Regions from separate parts of the Hordeum vulgare genome. Here region 2 is linked to region 1. The links are chromatin contacts, called in public Hi-C maps. All regions are on one chromosome and are shown on one strand. Each heading gives the region's core, a stretch centred on a gene start, on an enhancer-like site or on the middle of the called end of the contact. The rest is flanking DNA. Distances are from core to core; before and after follow the strand shown. Region 1 holds the start of LOC123397754 (transcription factor MYB44-like). Region 2 has its middle 150 kb from the start of LOC123395685.

Region 1 (3,471 bases), core at 707-3,206:
GTGGTTGAGATGAAATTGTCGCTAGCATTGCTTCCATGCAACGTCGATGTGACTGGCGAGGTGCAGCCACAGCCATGGGTCCATGAGGAACAAACGCAGAGAGACAAAAATATGATGGCACTCCTACTTGCGTTGATTATTATTAGGATTTGATAGGGGGAGTCTGGATTTGACGCGGTTTGGCTTGGGCTTGGGCTTGGGCTAGCTGCCAAAACCGGAAAGCTTGTGTATCACCTTAATAGTAGTGGTACTATAGCCATAGCTGTTTTTGTTAGGCTTAAGATTAAGATGTGGAATTGGAGACGGTCATTGCGCGGGGCGGTTGGTGCAGGCTGGGCTTTCAGATGTTTGGAATAGGATGGAGACGCGCGACAAGTTGGTTGACGCAGCTATCCCGGGCGTTTGTTCGTTAGTATTAATCGGAGCATCGCTCTAGCCTGTGTGTGTGTGTGACGCACAAGGAAGGAAGCACGGCACAGCACAGGCGCGCTATAAGCTAGTATAGCTGAGACGTGAGACCCGTCACCGACCCAGAGAAGAGAAGAGGAGGAATGAAGGTTGCGGCCCGTCGATCATGGCGGTGCTTTTCAGCTGCTGTTAGTTGCGGCGTGCCGTCCTGGTAGTTAGTCGGGCTCTCCTCTATTCTCCCTCAGGCCGGTAGAAGTGTAACGCAAACGAAACGAAAGGAAAGGAGAGGGAGGAAGAAGAGCGGTCGTGGTCGGATCGCGGGAGGAGGAGACGTCTCGATCCCTCGGACGGGGACACGCGCGGGCAGCAACCAACCGCATGCAGATTGGACGCAAGCAAGCCCGCCCGCCCTCCACTCACCGGCAACGGGTGGTTCCTTCGTACACATCCGTTTCCGATAGATCGAAACAAAACCGTTTCCGGAACACGGCTTGCACGGCGCTGCGTCCGTCATCAACGACGGACGCCCTACCACGTCCATGCACCCCGGTTTTAAATTTGCCGGGTTTGTTTTGTTTCGGAGCAGTCGGTTGCAGTTCAGTGGAGCGGACTGGGGGTGGGGTGGGGTGGGCCACCGATCCCAATCCCGCGACCACGCCTCCTCAACTCCCAACGGCCACGACGACTCACCAGCAGCGTCGCACCGTTCCAACACCAATTCCCTTTTCCTTCCTTCCTCTATTTGCCTGTCATCACGTCCCAAAAGAAAGGAAGAAAGATAAAAAGACAGCGAAATACCAGCAGGAACCGGTAGCTCGTTATATGCCTCAGACGTTACCGTAGGATATCTGGCATGGTATCTGAACTGAACGAATTACCACTGCCAGGCTAGATATGTACTCTGCTCTACGTAGCACTCCGCATAATCAGGTTATTAAGTGGTACGTAGCAAAAAAGACAAGGCATTTTCCTGTGCGAAAGGTGCGCCACACGCGTGTGCGTGTGGAAATGACGCGGACGGAGACGGTTTTGCTTGCGACGCATGGCATGCATGGAGACGGCGCGGGATTCAAATTTGTGCTGGGCGAAACAAATCCTCACGTCGCCATACGCGCCGATTAAAAAGCCGAAAATCAGGAAATTCCTACTATCCCCAACAAATACTTACATACTCCTCGGTCACTTGAATCTGTTACTAGAAATAATAGTACCAGAAATGAATATGAATAGCAGAGGTCGTTTCGGTTGGAAGCGATGGCCGGGAAGAGAGATAGATAGATATTATTTTGCGCCTGCCTCCCCATCCCCATCCCTATCCCTATCCATCCGTCCATAACATAACCACACGTAGGCGTTGGAGCAGGAAGAGTCATTTCGGGTTTCAGTTGGGGAGCGTTTATATGGGATGGTAGCGACGCCGCGTGTCCCGGGGCCAGCTGTACCCACGTCCCCCCCTTCCCTCCCCTGCTGGGCTGGAACCCGTTCACCGTCGCCTCCAGTCCCAGGTATATATCCTCCCCCTGCCCCCTCCGCTCCCCTCACTCCATCCTTCCTCTGTCTCCTTCCTTCCTCCCTCCACTTCTCCACCGCACCACCACCACCACATTATTTCGGTAACCCACCACCCGTAGCAGGGAGCGGTTACTACGCACACGTACATCCATCGATCGATCGATCGATCTACGGGCGGCGAGTCATGGCGGCGTGCAGAGGAGGAGGAGGAGGGGGCGGCAAGGACGTGGACCGGATCAAGGGCCCGTGGAGCCCGGAGGAGGACGACGCGCTGCAGCGGCTGGTGGGACGCCACGGGGCGCGCAACTGGTCGCTCATCAGCAAGTCCATCCCGGGGCGGTCCGGCAAGTCGTGCCGCCTCCGGTGGTGCAACCAGCTCTCGCCGCAGGTGGAGCACCGCCCCTTCACCCCCGACGAGGACGACACCATCCTCCGCGCCCACGCAAGGTTCGGCAACAAGTGGGCCACCATCGCCCGCCTGCTCTCCGGCCGCACCGACAACGCCATCAAGAACCACTGGAACTCCACGCTCAAGCGCAAGTACTCCTCATCATCCTCGGCGTCCGCCTCCGCCTCCGCCTCCGCCTCGCCCGGTGATGACGCGGTCGACGACGACCGCCGCCCGCTGAAGCGGACCAGCAGCGACGGGTACCCGGGGCTCTGCTTCAGCCCCGGCAGCCCGTCGGGATCGGACCTCAGCGACTCCAGCCACCAGAGCCTCCCCTCCGTCATGCCGTCCGCCGCCTCGCACCAGCCGCACGTCTACCGCCCGGTTGCGCGGGCCGGCGGGGTGGTCGTGCTCCCGACGGCAACTCCTCAGCCCTCGCCTCCGTCTCCACCGCCGCCGCCCCCTCCTCCTCCTCCGGCGACGTCCCTCTCGCTCTCGCTCTCCCTGCCCGGCTTGGACGCGCCCGAGCCAGCCCCGGTGGCGCAGCCTATGCCCATGCCCATGCCGCCACCTCCTGTTCCTGCTCCTGTACAGCCCGCCGCAGCGCCTCAGATGCCGCCCCCGTCCATGCCGTTCCATCTCCAGCCGCCCCCGCCGCCTCAACCACGCGCGGCGGCGCCCTTCAACGGGGAGTTCCTGTCGATGATGCAGGAGATGATCCGGATCGAAGTCCGGAACTACATGTCCGGCTTCCACCCCCGGTCGCCGACAAGCGCTTGACGACCATGGCCAACATCGAGTACCAGCACGCAAACAAGAAGCAGCATCTCGAGAACAAACCAAGATCAGTCTGCCTGCCTGCTCGACTCAAGAGAAGCAATTAATGAAAGAGGCGGCAAGTGAAGAGGAGAGGCGAAGAAGAAGAAGGCCTGTTTAGATCTTGATCTTGTTTCCCAACAATAATTCCTTAGTTCCATGTGTCTTGATTAGTTTCGTTTTCCTTGCTCGAGATCGATCGATCGATCATGGCAGTTCGTTGGCTGTCGAGAGACTGAGACGGAGAAAACTTCGTGACTAGTGTGCCGAATAAGCTAGGCAGTGCAGAGGCAAACATGTTGCTTGCTGGATAGAGACTTGTTTTTTGTACAGAGGAAAGGGAAAAA
Region 2 (3,471 bases), core at 681-3,180, 440 kb before region 1:
GTGAGATCTGGAGGCGGAAAGTGCAACGAAGTAAAAGTGTAAGGCTGAAAATATGATGTGAAGTAGACCCGGGGGCCATAGTGTTCACTAGAGCCTTCTCTCAAAAATAGCAAACATTACGGTGGGTGAACAAATTACTGTCGAGCAATTGATAGAACCACGCAAAGTCATGATGATATCTAAGGCAATGATCATACATATAGGCATCACATCCGAGACAAGTAGACCGATACTTTCTGCATCTACTACTATTACTCCACACATCGACCGCTATCCAGCATGCATCTAGTGTATTGAGTTCATGATGAACAGAGTAACGCCTTAAGCAAGATGACATGATGTAGAGGGATAAACTCAAACCAATGATGAAAACCCCATCTTTTTACCCTTGATGGCAACAACACGATGCGTGCCTCGCTACCCCTTCGGTCACTGGGTGAGGTCACCGCACGGTATGAACCCAAAACCAAGCACTTCTCCCATTGGAAGAATCATAGATCAAGCTGGCAAAACAAAACCCACAACTCGAAGAGAATTACAAGGATATAAAATCATGGATACAAGAGATCAGAAGAAACTCAAATAAGATTCATATATAATCTGATCATAAATCCACAACTCATCGGATCTCGACAAACACACCGCAAAAGAAGATTACATCGGATAGATCTCCATGAAGATCATGAAGAACTTTGTATTGAAGATCCAAAAGAGAAAAGAAGCCATCTAGCTACTAGCTATGGACCTGTAAGTCTATGGTGAACTACTCATGCATCATTGTAGAGGTCATGGTGTTGATGAGGAAGCCCTCTGTATCCGAATCCCCCCTCCGGCAGGGCACCAGAACGTGCCCCATATGGGATCTTGCGGAGACAGAAGCTTGCGGCAGCGAAAAAGTATTTTCGTGGCTCTCGTGATTTTTTTGGGATTTTAGGGAATATATAGGCGAAGGAGCTAGGGCAGAGGAGGCCCACGGACCCCACAAGCCTGGGAGGCGCGGGCCCCCCAGTCGCGCCATGAGGGCTTGTGGGGTCCCTGGAGACCCTCTGCCTTGGTTCTCAAGTCTCCCAATCGTCTTCTGTTTTGGAAAAAATCTTTTCGGATGTTTTATTCCGTTTGGACTCCGTTTAAAATTTCCTCTGAAAAGGGTCAAAAACACGAAAAAATAGGAACTGGCACTTGGCACTGAGTTAATAGGTTAGTCCCAAAAAATATATAAAAGGCATACAAAACATCTAAAGTTTGAGAAGATAATAACATGAAACCATAAAAAATTATAGATACGTTGGAGACGTATCACTGGACACCTTGGCCTGGCCAAAGGGTGGGCGCGGACATACTTTGGCATGGTGACCACGCTGTCTGCATGCAATAATGGTGCTCTACACCTATTTCTCTTGCTGCAGCTTAGGTCCGGCTGTGGCAGCGGTTCCCAGCGTGCCATAAGACCTCCCTTTGACCGCCCATGCCCCTGTGCGTTCCAAGCTAACTTCCAAAGTTGCTACGACGAGTGTGGTAGCCGTGCTAGAGCGCTCCTAAGCGGACCCAAGCTCACACTCGTCGCCCCTTGCTAAATTCTTTTCCCCCGAGCTCCCTGACTCCCCCTAGGGCACTCCCCCTCTTCCAAGTGTCGCGTGCCTGAGCCATTGGAGCTCCCGAGCTCGAGAGGCCTTTCTGTGGCCTCCATTGCCATGTTTTGACCTCGCTCGAATTCGACCGTCCCCGAGCCCCTTCTCTCCTCTCGAGCTTGCCATGGCCTCCCAAGGTTTGTGGTGGCCCTTCCCTCATGCAGTTTTCTCCCTCCAGTTCTCGGTGTGCCATTCCCCCGCGGTCACCAATGACTGCTCCACCGCGGCTAATATCCTGCATGCCTCGGTGGTCCCTGGCGGGAGCAGACCACCCAGGCGAGCGTGCCTCCTAGCCCCGCACGCATCTGGGGTCGGGGTGATGTCACGGACGACTGGGGGCTACAGGGCCAAGCGCTAGGTGCTGCCCTGCCCCGCCTCCTCTGTCTCTCCCCATCGAGTGGGAGTTAGAAAACGGTCCTGACCGACGAGTCCCGCGTGTCGATGACCGACGAGTCCCGCGTGTCGATGACCGACGTGCCAGGCCCATGCATGGTAAGTGGAGATGGGAGCCTCCTGGCCACTTCCCCGCACAAAAGGCACATTGCCAGGAAGGCGCTTCCTGCGCCACCTGCTGCCCGCCAGACAGAGGCACTCAGCCGGCCCACCTCCTCCGAGCGCCACTAGGCGCAGTTTAGCTCCCCTGGTAAAAAGTTTCCCCCCATTTCTTTTAACAGGAACTTCTAAAATCCATAATTACTTATTATGAACTCCTAATTTAATGATTCAAGTTCCTACATACTCCAAAAATCCTTGCCTTCCCAAATATGTGCATTCACATTTTTCCAAAGAATCCTTTAGTGGCGTTAATATTCAAATCCAAATTTGAATGTTTCAAATCCTCCTTGTAAAAATCCTAGAGAACTCAGATCAACTCCAAATGGAGTGATTCCAATTTATAGGTACCCCAAATATCATGCACTATTGTTCTAGCCTTAGTCAACATTTTTATCTACCATATTTGTGTTGCATCAAATAAATAGCACCTATTCCTATTTATTCCATATTGTAAAACCCCTAGAATATTCATACCAACTCCAAATCCAGTGAAATCACTTCTTAATGTTTCTAAAAACATACCCTATTAAATGAGTGCCTCCACTCATTTTTAACAGAATATTTTCTATAGATTTTTGCGGGGCGAGTGATGCCTCCATTTCTACCATTCAAAAAGCTCCGGTGATCCAAATCCCTTAGAACAACTCTAGGCTTTTTCTTCTCGCCATAGGTGTCCAAGAGTGATAAAACTTCTATTTATAGAGCACTTTGTGTTTCTTCTTGTTGTGTGACTTATAATTGTTGTTCCGATGATAGTTGGTGAAATAAACGGAGTACTCGGAGTTGAATCGGAAGAACTCGAAGACCCGGAGACCTATAGAGCAAGGCAAACATCCCTTTAACCATGTCTGAGAAAATACTTTCATGCATGCCATGTTTATTATTTGATTTCGATGCATGTGATCATGATTGAATCCGTAAACCCCTCGGTATGTTGTTTCCGATGGTTCCTCGATAACACTTGCATTTGAGCATGACCCTACCACCTATGAGGGTTACACACATAAAAACGTTGATATGTTGCTAGTAGTGCTACACATAGGATGAGTATATGCATGGTGATGGTAAGTTCGTAACATGGAGGTGATTTAAAAGGATTTTCGGAAACCCCGTCGGGTGCCAATAATGCCCGAGGGTGATGGTGTTGAGATGGTGACCACTTGATAAACAAGTGGTGTACCGGAAAAAGGTTTTGTGTGTGTGTGGTTTTGAAAACAAGGAGAGATTTACGATGTCTCGACCGTGCCAACCTTACATGTGCGACCACGATACCCCTTATGGGACGGGG

The links. Hi-C and Micro-C count contacts between places; a contact is called where the count stands out from the background.
Region 2: a Hi-C map of seedling shows a contact between it and region 1, with 3 times the contacts expected there. The contact joins the enhancer-like site here to the promoter of LOC123397754 in region 1. A contact is called at or near these places in 2 of 6 Hi-C or Micro-C datasets (leaf and seedling) and 1 of 1 datasets of contacts at active chromatin or transcription factors (embryo).

The regions. Positions count from the first base shown.
Region 1 is chr5H:345,551,610-345,555,080 of MorexV3_pseudomolecules_assembly, reverse strand. LOC123397754 (transcription factor MYB44-like) reads left to right here and starts at 1,956. Exons shown (of 1, transcript XM_045092290.1): 1 at 1,956-3,471. The coding sequence starts at 2,105. The coding sequence ends at 3,088.
Region 2 is chr5H:345,996,255-345,999,725 of MorexV3_pseudomolecules_assembly, reverse strand. No RefSeq gene overlaps it. Among protein-coding and RNA genes, the nearest start is that of LOC123395685, 150 kb to the left of the region's middle. Within about 2 kb of position 1,930, at least 3 of the 3 cell types and tissues checked have open chromatin away from gene starts, as enhancers often do. A contact at or near this core is called in leaf and seedling, where this site is marked.